Regions from separate parts of the Sus scrofa genome. Here all the other regions are linked to region 1. Evidence: chromatin contacts called from public Hi-C and HiChIP or PLAC-seq data. All regions are on one chromosome and are shown on one strand. The core of a region is the stretch at or near the end of the contact, and the rest is flanking DNA. Distances in the headings are between cores, read along the strand shown.

The links. A called contact is a pair of places that touch in the nucleus more often than the background predicts. HiChIP or PLAC-seq counts read pairs in DNA pulled down with a chosen protein or histone mark.
Region 2: a Hi-C map of liver shows a contact between it and region 1, with 10 times the contacts expected there. The contact joins the promoter of COQ7 here to the promoter of C3H16orf62 in region 1. A contact is called at or near these places in 4 of 47 Hi-C or Micro-C datasets (embryonic fibroblasts, liver and skeletal muscle) and 1 of 2 datasets of contacts at active chromatin or transcription factors (alveolar macrophages).
Region 3: a contact with region 1 is called in an H3K27ac HiChIP or PLAC-seq map of alveolar macrophages. The contact joins the promoter of IQCK here to the promoter of C3H16orf62 in region 1. A contact is called at or near these places in 1 of 5 promoter capture datasets (liver), 3 of 47 Hi-C or Micro-C datasets (heart right ventricle, liver and skeletal muscle) and 2 of 2 datasets of contacts at active chromatin or transcription factors (alveolar macrophages and skeletal muscle).
Region 4: a contact with region 1 is called in an H3K27ac HiChIP or PLAC-seq map of skeletal muscle. The contact joins the promoter of TMC7 here to the promoter of C3H16orf62 in region 1. A contact is called at or near these places in 1 of 47 Hi-C or Micro-C datasets (embryonic fibroblasts) and 1 of 2 datasets of contacts at active chromatin or transcription factors (skeletal muscle).

Annotation. Positions count from the first base shown.
Region 1 is chr3:26,156,034-26,159,214 of Sscrofa11.1, forward strand. It overlaps C3H16orf62 (UPF0505 protein C16orf62 homolog), which reads right to left and starts at 1,304. Exons shown (of 31, transcript XM_021086527.1): 1 at 927-1,304. The coding sequence starts at 1,015.
Region 2 is chr3:26,364,650-26,367,403 of Sscrofa11.1, forward strand. COQ7 (5-demethoxyubiquinone hydroxylase, mitochondrial) reads left to right here and starts at 1,357. Exons shown (of 6, transcript XM_021086541.1): 1 at 1,357-1,494. The coding sequence starts at 1,422.
Region 3 is chr3:26,020,421-26,023,436 of Sscrofa11.1, forward strand. It overlaps IQCK (IQ domain-containing protein K), which reads right to left and starts at 1,703. Exons shown (of 10, transcript XM_021086532.1): 1 at 1,458-1,703. The coding sequence starts at 1,641. KNOP1 (lysine-rich nucleolar protein 1) reads left to right here and starts at 1,695. Exons shown (of 5, transcript XM_021086529.1): 1 at 1,695-1,790.
Region 4 is chr3:26,304,445-26,307,486 of Sscrofa11.1, forward strand. TMC7 (transmembrane channel-like protein 7) reads left to right here and starts at 1,732. Exons shown (of 16, transcript XM_021086539.1): 1 at 1,732-1,907. The coding sequence starts at 1,841.

The DNA of each region.
Region 1 (3,181 bases), core at 54-2,553:
ATTTCTAAAGTCTAGGGCTGTATATTTTTTCATTTGCTCACTCATTCGTTCAATGTAAACCACTTCACATCTCTTGCAGAAAAAGATCAGAATACAATCTCCCTTCCTGAGATGTAGCAGAGAGCTCACGTCGCCAGATAATCCTACTGCTACCATCACAACTTACTCCAGTTCTTCACACGCTGGTAGAAACAGCTGGAGCCTGAAGCACCCAGCTCCTAGCTACTCCAGCCACAAAAGCCCCAACAGGCACATCAGCCTTGGCACCCGCAGTTAGTTAGCTCCTTCTAACTGGGATGAGCTTCTGTTCATCCTCCAAAACCCAATTGAAGACTCTTCCTCTCCCAAGCCTTCCCTAAGGCGCCAGGTGTGGTTGTGCCTCGTCCCGGTGCCTTCTTTGGATATCTTTCTATTCTGGGTACCTGCCCCTACTAAACTCTCAGCTCCCTTAAGCCAAAGGAGTATGTCTGAGGGCTCTGCATCCTCAGTGCCCGCTGCAAGGCGCTGCACAGAGCAGGATGCACGGCAGCCCTTTTACAGATGAGAAAAGGAAGTCTGCCCCAGCTGAACCGAGTCGTTCAGGAAATAGCCAAGTCTCCCATTCTCTGCATCCAGCGCCCCAGAACCCGCGCCGACTTCTGGAAAAGCAGAAGCTGGGGAAGTTGTTTTTTTAGGGAATGAATGGAGAAGGGAGAGTGGGAGGCCGGGGGAGGGGTAGCGGGAGAAAGAACTAAGATCCCACCCGTCCGGTTCAGGGGGTTTCTCTGAAGCCAAGTAGCGGCGGGGGATCTGAGGTCAAGACAACCCAGGGGTGCGGTGGGAGCCGCCACCAAACCCCATAGAGAGCAGTTCACACACTCCCTCGCAGAGACACACACTGAGACAGAGACCCTGCCCCTGAAGCCCACCCGCCGCTTCTTCCTTACCAGGGAAAGGTGGCCATCTTCCCAGTCACATGACAGCTAGTTCGGGGACCGCCAGCCCAATTTGCCCTTCCAGACCCCGCCCCCTCCATGCCGCCATGATTGTGAAGGGCGGACACCCTCCCTCTAAGCACGAGCTGCCCGCCCCTCTCCGGCCGCCATGATTGTGAGGGGCAGCGTCGGCCCAGTAGGCTGTCGCAGCGCTGGCCTGCGTCGGGAGTGTGAGTGGCAGGCGGCTGCCTGACCCCCCGGGACCCCCTGGAGGCGGTGAAGAATCCAGACACGCGGGGGTATCGGACGCTAACTGCGGCTGGGGGTGGAAAGGGGGTGTTTGGGACCCAGTCGGCGCGAGCTTTCGCGGCTAATTCGCAGTTTGACCCGGTAAGCCACGCCCCTTCCCCGGGCCACCGCGTCCCCCTCTGTGCACTGCGGAAGTTAGGCATTTCCGGTATCCTCCTCTTGGGTCCTTAAGGGCTTCCCTGGATCATAGTGTGACAGCTCTCAACTGGAACTAAACTGGAGAAAGCAGAGGTCACCTTTCCTCCGTCTTGGCGAAGCCCTGCGTTTCTATGAAGGTGGATGTTCATTTCCGCTGCAGAACTTCTGTGCTCCAGTGTTTTCTCTGATTAAAAAATAACTACACTGAGCACCTTGCATTCACTCTTCATGTGCTCCTCACTGCAAACCTCTGAAGTAAAAGCGATTATCACCTGTTTCGGCTGGTAGGCGCCCAGCCCGGGTTGGTTAACAGCTAATCACAAAGCAGCATCTTATCCTCACTTTTTTTGTTTCCCTTTTCAAGTGTCTTTTCTGACAAAAAAAGAGGTTGGAAAACCACATTCTTTTGAGTGTCTTTGAGGACGCCCTCCCCAGGAAAAGACAATAGAATAATACACACTTAAACCTGTAATGGAATGTGTTGTTTATCACGCTGAATCCTAGTTTCTTCATCTGTGAAATCAGGATAATTCTGACGGAAGTGAAGGGAGATACATATAAAATGGCCGGCAAATGGTCAGTACTCACTGGAAGCAGTACGTGACTAGGTAAGCTTAGATCACATCGTGCCTTCTGTGACCTTCCTGTTTTCAGAGCTCTGTCTGTCCACAGCAAGAGACTGACTCTGCAGTAGATCATAAAGTAGGGCTTCTCTCCTTTGAACTGCACAGGCTCATCTGGGGATCTTGTTCCATGCAGGGTCTGATTCAGGTCTGGGCCAGGACCTGGGCTTCTGCATTTCTTACAGGTTTCCAGGTGGCCCTGCTGCTGGTCTCTGGATACAGAAGGGACTGTGGTAGTTTTAGGTGGTAAGGGGGCGGGGTAGGGTAACTCAGGATTCATATTCAACCATGCCCACTGAATCCAAGCCCTGTACAGCATGTCTACTATGCACAGATAAGGGGAAGTTACCCTGAAACACTAAAGTTAGGGGAAGGGTGAATAAGGGATTTTCCCCACCATAGGCTGAGAAGCAGAATCACAGTTCTGGTGGCACCTTTGTCAGCCACCTCAAGAAACTGAATTTCGAACCAGAGAAACTGACCAAAATGTAATCAATTAAATAAATAAAAACGTAATATTTTACTGTCAGGCATAATTTTGGTTAGACACCATAGCTGTCCTCAGAGCTGTCTTTAGAACCTAACCAACGTGGCTCCACTGCACCGTATTCCAATCTGATTTGCTGTATTCTGTGACTGGGTCTCCTTTGGTTTGTTGTTGGGTTTTTGGTTTTTTTTTTTTTGTTTTGTTTTTGTCTTTTTTGTGGGGGGGGGGGCTTTTTTAGGGCTGCTCCCGCAGCATATGGAGATTCCCAGGCTAGAGGTCTAATCGGAGCTACAGCTGCCAGTCTATACCACAGCCACAGCAACGCCAGATCCAAGCCTCGTCTGTGACCTACACCACAGCTCATGGCAATGCCAGATTCCCCCACCCACTGAGCAAGGCTAGGGACCGAACCCACAACCTCATGGTTCCTAGTTGGATTCGTTCACCACTGAGCCATGATGGGAACTCCTGGGTCTCCTTTGGTTTTTACAATTACTTTTATAACCTGTATGTATGCACACTATGGTCTGTTAGAGCATCCAACTTCATTTGCTTATTGAATAACTATTATTCTTCACTGGGGGGAGAAGGGGGATTGTATGGGTTTGTTCACAGGACAGTGACACCTAACAGAAAAAAAAAAAAAAAAGACCTTCATCTCCAGCATGGGCCCTTGTTTTCAGCTCCGAATGATTAAGTTCCCAGTCATA
Region 2 (2,754 bases), core at 107-2,606, 210 kb after region 1:
TAGGGATGGCATCCACACTACAGCAGTCGGCAGTGACAACATGGATCCTTGAACCACTAAGCCACTTGGGAACGCCTTAAATGTTTTGCAATAACTTGGATAAAAGATACATATAATCCAAAGGTGTAAAGTAGAACATGAAAGCCCCCTTCTCACCTCCAACCCTCTGAAGTTACCATTACTGGACATTTTGTTATACATCCTTCCAGATGTGCATCTTTGATTTTTTTTGGCCCTCATACAGATTACACATTCAAAAAATTATTTCTGTTCAATAGAGTTGTAGAAGGAGGATTGCTATATCAATGGATATGCATTTATTAAAATGTCCACCAAAATTTTTTCTTAGTTTATTTTCTTAGAGCAGTTTTAGGTTCACAGCAAAAGTGAGGAAAGTAGATTTCCTATATACCCTCTGCTGCCACATTCCCCCAGAGTGCTACGGTTTGTTACAATTGATGAGTCTACATTAACAGACCGGATATAGTTTTGATTTCAGTTCCAGAGCAGGAGTTGAATCCTGGGCCGCAGTGGTGAGAGCCAGGAGTCCCAACAACTAGACCACCAGGGAACTGGTGAATAACTTTTAGAAGTGTGAAATACGTGGAGTTCTTGCTGTGGCTCAACGGTATTGATATCTGCAGTGCCAGGACTCAGGTTCAATCCCCAGCCTGGCATAGTGGGTTAAAGGACCTGGCATTACCACAGCTGCAACAAAGGTCGCCACTGCCACCCGGATCTGATCGCTGGCCCGGGAGCGCTAATATACTGTGTGGCGGCCAAAAGAAAAAAAAAAAAATTATGAAATACGTTGCTAAATCTCACCTCCCCAGCCCTCTCGTCAAGAAACCAATTTGCATCAATACGTTCACACTAACAGTAAAGTGGATATAATAATATTAATAATGTTCTTTGTAGAAAATTTAAAAAATAGAGAAAAGGGCTAAGAAGAAATTTAAAATCGTCTGTCAACCCCCAAAATACCTGGAGATACCATGCAGTGAACTGAATTCCAGAATGTAATTTCTGGAAGTGGATAAAGGCTACAAATAGAGAAAAGTCTCCTATGCTGGTAAAGCATAAAATATGATGGCTATGCCAGTAAATAATTCCCTCACGGTCCTCTTTCCCAGGAACGGAGGTTAGGTAGTAATCCTGTCGCTATCTTCTAAAGAACAATTTAGCGTTCTCATCTCCATGGCAACCCTTCACCGGGCTCCTGAGTGATTGATAATGGTCAGATCCAATAGGATCTTTCCATTTGACACTCCCAACCAATCGAGTGGAAGCTGGGCGCTTAGGGGCGTTTCCACCTACGCAGAGGCGGGCTGCATCTGCCTTACGCCAGCTGTACGTCATCAGTCAGTGCCGAGGGCAAGTTGGGCTCACTATTCAAGGAGTGGGTACCCTGTTGCGGGGCCATGAGCTACGCCGGGGCAGTGGCGGCTCGCTGCTTGTGGCTTCCGCGCACGGGGGCCCCGCGGCCCCTTTCAGGTAAAGTGTGAGAGCGATGGCTGCCCCGCGCTGGGCTGGCGAGCAATGAACTTTTCTCCTGAGGTTTGGGTCGGAGAGGTCACGGCGTAGACGTTTATACGTCACGGGACTGCGACCGAGCGCGAGCGGAAAAGCAGGGCTAGGCTTGTAATGTGTCGCCGGCCCGCTGGGCGGGAAGAGAGTGGTTTTCTGATGTGACGCTCTGTGGTGCCGGTTCCGGGTTAGCGGGTTGGGGGAATGACCTAATTGCACACCTGTTCTCTGACGTCACTGCAGGTGTGGTCGGCGTTCCAGGCTGAGCAAAGTTGGCGACCTTGAAAATTTAGCGTCCCATGGGTGGGTGTATTCCCATAATCCGCAGCGTCGGCTTCTTCCCAGCTCCCCAAGGGAGCTTGGTAGAAATGCGGTTTCTCAGGTCCCTCGCCTGACCTACTGAGTCGCCATGTCTGTATTTTAACTAGCCCTTCGAATGCTTCGTATGCATTTGCATATTTTGAGAAGCACGAAATTGGTGGAGCATCGAGAGAGACTTGGGCTTGGATCCTGGCTCCTCTCCTCATTTCGTCCCAGCGGCCTCAAAATTGTGAGGTCGTTTTCTGGAAGTTAAGTCATTCGTCTACCACCTTCAGGATGGTTGCATTATCGCAGTACCACTTGTATTTTTTATCACTTTTTAAAAAATTAAACCGTGTTCTGTTTTTAAATTAAATGATTTCACGGAAACCCTATCTTTACGGTAAGCGGAGAACCAGGATCGCACGTCCCAAGTAAAGTACTTGTAAAAAAAATAAATACGCTGAACACAAGTTGTTGTATTAGATACTGCTGCCTACCAAGGCTTGAACCTGTCTTTCTGGTAAGAATGGGAGGTTAACAAGCGTTAGGAAGTGTTCAAGTTATGTCACCTTTACAGCCTCGTTGATGAAAGCAAAAGGATTGGAAGAGAATAACTAAATAACATGAGTGTTATTTAATGCATGTGCATAGCCACTTAAGATCGTCCCATAAACCATTTGAAGTCACACATCGTTGATATGTGTTTCACATTTTGGGAAAACACGAATATAAAATGATGCATTTGAGAGCTTCTAGCAGTGAGCCTCAGTTTTATTTTTAAGTGTGTGAGTGCAGGCAAAACCCAGAGGATTGTTGAACATGAATTTTAATGCTCTGTTGTTGAGCCAATGACAGAATTCTTCTTCTTTTTTTCCATTTTTAAAAGTATTGATTTATAATGTTGTGATTCTTTTTCATTTATAA
Region 3 (3,016 bases), core at 453-2,952, 140 kb before region 1:
AAAAAAAAAAAAAAAAAAAGGAGCTATCACATATTGAGCTCTTGTTGTAAATCAGGCACTTTGCTAAGCACTTTCTGAAGTGACCCTTTAGCTGTATCCTCCTAAAACCATGAAATAGGAGCCAGGAGTTCCCAGTGCGGCAGCAGGTTAAGGATCCGGCGTTGTCACTGCAGGACTCGGTAGCTGTGGCACAAGGTTCCACCACTGCCCTGAGAACTTCTACATGCCATGAATGCCACCAAAAAAAAAAAAAAAAAAAGGAAGAAAGAAACATGAGCCATTATTACACTCACTTCAACAACAGGATAAGTAAAATACAGACATACCTTGTTTTATTGTGCTTCATTTTATTGCACTTAGAAGGTACTGAGTTTTTTTTTACACATTGAAGATCTGGGGCAACCCTGTGTCAAGCAAGGTTATTATCATGTTTATAATAATAATTACCATTAGTGTCATTTTCTCAACAGCATTTGCTCACTTTGTGTCTGTCACACTTGGTAATCCCCACAATATTTCAAACTTTTTCATTAATATTATATTTGTCTTGGTGAACTGTGGTCTTTGTTGTTACTACTGCAAAAAAGATGACGCTTTTTTTTTTTAAGCAATAAAGTATTTCCCAACTGAGATGTACAGTGTTCTTTCAGACATGCTATCATACCATACACTTAACAGACTGCAGTATTGTGTAAACACAATTTTTTTTTTTTGCTGGCACCCAGGCATGTGGAGCATCCAGGCCAGGGACTGAACCGACACCACAGTTGCCACCTGGACCACAGCTGCGGCAACGCCGGATCCTTAATCCGCTGCGCCGGAAGGGAACTTAGATATAAACTGAACTTTCATATGCAGTAGGAAAACAAAAAACTCCCGTGCTGGCTTTACCACGGACAGTGGTCTGGAACCCAACCTGCAACATCCCGGTGGTATGCCTCACTGGTCCCATGTCTGTGAAGAGTACTTTGGGCCTCAGGACCAAGGGTACGCAGGGCCCCATAAAAGAGGGTGAGCTAAACTGCGCTTGGGGATTTTAAGGGAGGTGAGAAGTAGAGGAGGGTTAAAGCCAAGTCTGTCTTGGACCACGCTTGCTCAACGTGTGGGCCAGACTGTCTACATGTAAAGCAGGCTGGGAACCTATGTTTTCAACAAGCTCCTCATCAACACCTGCGATTCTTTCTTGTTCACTAAGTGAGACTGGGGCACCAATGGTCCACACCACCTGGTTCCCTTTATCCCGCATTCCCCTGCCTTCGACCGGACTATGGATCCATGCTGGAGGCTGCGAGGCGTAACCTCAGGCAAGCCTCTTGGAGCCTGTCCGCGGGCGCGCGGCGAGGCTGCCTGCAAGGCTGCTGGAAGGTCAGCCTCCTGGCGCACAGAAGGTTCCCAAGACGCGCGGCCCCCAAGGGGCTGCCTGAGTTCCCCCATCTCGGCCGGCCCAGGCTGCCTACCCTCACAGATCTGCTCCCACAGGTTCTTGTTGGGCGGCTCTGCAACCTGCCCCGGCGAGACCGGCAGCTCGAGGGACACGTGGGATACGACCGACACTGGCGTTCTGGCGGTGACGGATGATTCCGCCGAGACGACTCCTTCTGAGCACTGGGCGGTGCGGCCTCCCAACCCGGGCGCCGCCATGGCCGCGGTTTCCACGGCAACCGCGCTCCACGCACGGCCGCGCCCCGGAAGGAGACGTATCTCGCGGGGCCGGCCCCGCGAGTCGAGATTGACTTCCGGGTCACGGCGGCGCGGGCTCTCACGTGGAGGCGGGGAATTTTGGCCCACGGGTGAGTGCCGAGGGCGCGAGGAAGGCGGGGAGGCGCGGGGGCTGGAGACCGAGCCTGAGAACCCGTGCGGCGAGCCGGTGGTCCCGGGAGCGACCTGCACTTCCAGATCCGTGTTCCCTCAGTCTGTGGTGTACGCTTGCCCCGGCCTGAGGCCGCCCCCAGGAAGTTCTCCCGCCTTGGAGCTGGGCTCGGGTCCCAGCGTTAATTCCTCCTTCTGTGTTTGTGCAGAAGCTTGGGCGCGGGGGAGCCTTTGAGGGAGCAGTCTCGCCTCCTGGCTCCCTTGCTTCCTGCTCTTGACTCTGCAGAGGCTCTGAAGTTCTGTGGGCTGGGTTCGAATCCCTATTTTGCTCCTTGCTGGCTTTGGGACCCAGGGCGAGTGAATGAAAGCCTCCAAGTCTCTGTCTCTGAGATGGGTTACTCACACGGATCCTCACGAAGCTACCGCGAGAATTTGAAAGCGCTTTTGGAGAAAGCATTTGTGTTCGCAGGAGACACTGTAAGGTTCCTTTCTTCTTCCCTTGTCCTTGAAGGAGTGGATACATTTGGGATCGCAGGGTCGAAGGGAAGGAATTTCAGTACTAAAGAGGAGGATGCTACCGTGTCCGTTCAGGGATGGGTGAGGAGAGGGTAAAGTTGGTGATGGCCTCCCCTTGGCTTCTTTGTTCTAATCCGATCTCTTGACCATTCCTCCGTTTGAGGCACTCTTGACTCCACCCACTCCAGCTTTGCACCTTCTCCCATTCTTCTGCAGGTCCCTCTTCCTCTGCCCACCCATTTAAATGTTGGCGTTTCCTAAGGTTCAATCTCAGCTAGTTCTATTCAACATATCATCCATATGTTCCTAAATGCATGTCACGCCTGTCAGCCCAGTCACCTCTGAGCCTCAGACCCGCACATCCCCCTGCCCACTGAACATCTCCACATGGAGATCCCAAGGCATCTGTTCCAACCAGCCTCTCTCCTCCAGCCCCCCCCCAAACACCCCCACCTGCAGGTTCTTTGTCTAAGGGATTAGCACCACTGTCTTGCACTTGCCCAAGCCAGAAACGTTTCTTCTACAGCAAGTTTCCCAGAGTAAATGACCTCTCTTCCTCTGACCTTACCACTGGGCTTTTATCACCTGTACTGTCGATGTTAGACACTTCTTCCCATTCATATCTACCTGCTTCTTGATGGAGGTTCATTTCTTGTTCATCTCTGTGTTTCTAGCATTTGTTCCTTCATTC
Region 4 (3,042 bases), core at 482-2,981, 150 kb after region 1:
TAGTATCCATAAGCACGCAGGTTCCATCCCCGGCCTCGCTCAATTGGTTAAGGATCTGGCATTGCCGTGAGTGGTGGTGTAGGTCACAGATCTGGCTTGGATCCCCCGTTGCTGTGGCTGTGGTGTAGGCTGGCAGCTGCAGCTCTGATTTGACCCCTAGCCTGGGAACTTCTACAAGCGGTGGGTGCAGCCCTGAAAACAAAATAAATAAATAAACAAATAATTTTCTGACTTGGAATAGTTTTAGAGTTACAGAAAATTGTTGAGAATAGCACAGAGAATTTCCATACACTCAAACTCAGTTTCTCTGATTATTACTCTCTTACCCCATCAGTGATAGATGAGCCATGCCTACACATTATTATTAAAGTCCATACTTTAATTTTTTCCAATTTAAGTCAATTTTTATTTTATATTGGAGTATTAAAGTCCATATTTTATTCAGATTTGCTTAGATGTTACTTTTCCTGTTCCACATCCCATCCTAGCAGCCACCTTACACTTGAGTGGTCATGGATCCTTAGGCTCCTCTTGGTTGTGACAGTTTCTGACTTTCCTTTTTTATTTTTTTTAAGGCTGCACCTGCAGTATATGGAAGTTCCCAGGCTAGGGGGCGAATTGGAGCCACAGCAACATGGGATCTGAGCCACATCTGCGATCTGCTCACAGCAACACCGGATCCTTAACCCACTGAGTGAGGCCAGGGATCAAACCTGCACCCTCACAGATACTAGGCAGGTTTGTAACCACTGAGACACAACGAGAACCCCTGACTTTCCTCGTTTTTAACGACCTAACAGTTTTGTGGAGCTTATCAGGTATCCTGCAGAATGTCTCTCAGTTGGGGTTTGTCGGATGTTTCCATGATGAGGCTGAAATTATGGGTCTGGGGGAGAAAGACCCCACAGGTAAAATATCATTTCTATCACATCATATCAAGGATGCATATCATCAATATGACATCACTGATGATTCTGACTTTGTGATCATCTGTCTGGGAAAGTGTTTGTCAGGGATTATTCAGTTAAATACTTGCCCCGCCCTCCCTTTCCACACTGTCGTCTTTGGAAGGAAGTCACTGTATGTAGTCTACACTTAAAGAGGGCGGAGTTAGGTTCCACTTCCTTGAAGTGTCTAGAAATTATTTGGAATTCTTCTGCATAGTAGACTTAGCTACACTTTGTTTAATTTGGCAGTTACTTGTATTATATACAAATGTATATACAATTTCTTCAGTATTTATTTGGCAATTCCTTTGAATTCTATCTTTTAAACGTGGATAGAGGCAGAGATGTGGATATGGTGCAAAATTTTAAAAATATATATTATAGAAAAATCCTCCCTCCTACCTCTCTCCCCCAGCCTCCTAGCTCTCCACTCGAGAGACATCTTCTGTATTTACAAACAAGTACGGTCCCTTTCTTTTTTTTCTTCCCTTTTTGTACTCAAATGGTAACTTACTCGATACACTTGTTTGGAGTCTTTGATTATTTTTATTACACTTTTTAAAAACTGGAAGGTCGCCCCTCAGCGCGGCCGCTGGATGGAGCCGTCCGGGGTCTCTCAGGCTCTCCAGCCGCTCCTCCCATCCCGGGTGGGCGACGCGCCGGAACCGCACCTTCCCGCCGCCCCCGGCTGTCACCTCGCCTCCCAGCTCCGGGCCCCTCGGGTGGTCCAGCGCGGGGCGGGCGTGGGAAGGGCAGCCCGGCGCCCCGCCCCCGCCCCCGCCTCTGTGACGTCAGCGCCGGAACCTGGAATCCCGGCTCCCGAAGCGAAGGCGGGGAGGTGGCGGCGGCTGGAGCTGGTCTCCCGCGGCCTCTCGGCGGCGCTGGGCACAACCATGAGCGAATCCAGCGCTAGTGGGCTCCCACCCGGCAGACCCAGCAGGCAGCCCTTCATCCACCAAGGTAGGGCGGCGGGGACTGGGTTCCCCAACTTGAGGGGGGACAGCGGGTCTTTCTTATTGGTGCTCTCCCTCCCTCCAGCCCATCCTCACCCAGGTCAGAGAGCGCATGCTCTAACCCCCGGCGCGCTTGAATGGGAGTCGCGACCGTGGTGAGTTCGCCGTCCCAATTCTGGTGGAGGGATCCCGGCGTCTTCGTAAACGCGTCCCATACGTGAAACGAAAGGCTGTGAGATCCTTGCCAGCCCGAACATTGTGATACGCGGTGCTTGCCTCCCAGCCATCTCAGGCTTTATGATGAGACGCACTTAGAAGTGAATTCTGCCTCGGCTGTTTTCTTGCTGTGTGAGCTTTGCTAAGTGGCTTGCTCTCTCTGAACCTCAGATACCTCAGCAGTAAAATGAGAAGAGGATGTAGGTGGGGTTAGTTGGGAGAGGAATGTGTGAAGTACCTAACCTAGGGTACAGCTCTGTGAATTTTTACGTAAATGGGTACAACCGCGACCCAGCCAAGTCAGAAAAGTTGCCAGTCCCCAGGCAGGCTTCTTTGCAGCATTTGTATCTTTTATTTGCCCTTCACAAAACACAAGACACCACTGTGGGTTTTATGTGCAGTGTTTTTTGTTTGTTTGTTTGTTTGTTTTTCTGTTTCAATTTGAGAATAGAGATTTTGCTACCTGGATTTACAGTACAACTTGAGTGTAGTTAGATATGGGCATTGGGCCCTTCGGATTGGATTGATCGCAGCATTTAGAAGAAGCAGAAAAGGAAAAGACACTCAAACTCTGGCAACTTGTTCAGAAATCAGAGAAAGAAGTTAGACCGGGTTTGATGCTAATTCGTTTCTGATGTATAATCAACAGTGCTGGCATCAGTTCAGTTTCAGCCTTTCAGTAATAGCTATTCAAGTATTTTCGAGTTGATATTTATTTATCTTCCTCTTGTATTATCACAACTCGTCACCTTTAGGGCACCAATCTTGGTTTCCCATACAGAGGGCATGAGATTCGTCTTTCTTGGTTCTTTGCTGGGTGTTTAAGGGCACTTTTCTTATGAGTATTATAAGCATCTTCCTATGAGTATTATAACTAACCCCTCTAATTAAAAGGTCTCCCCCTGCCCTTGGACAGATGATATTTT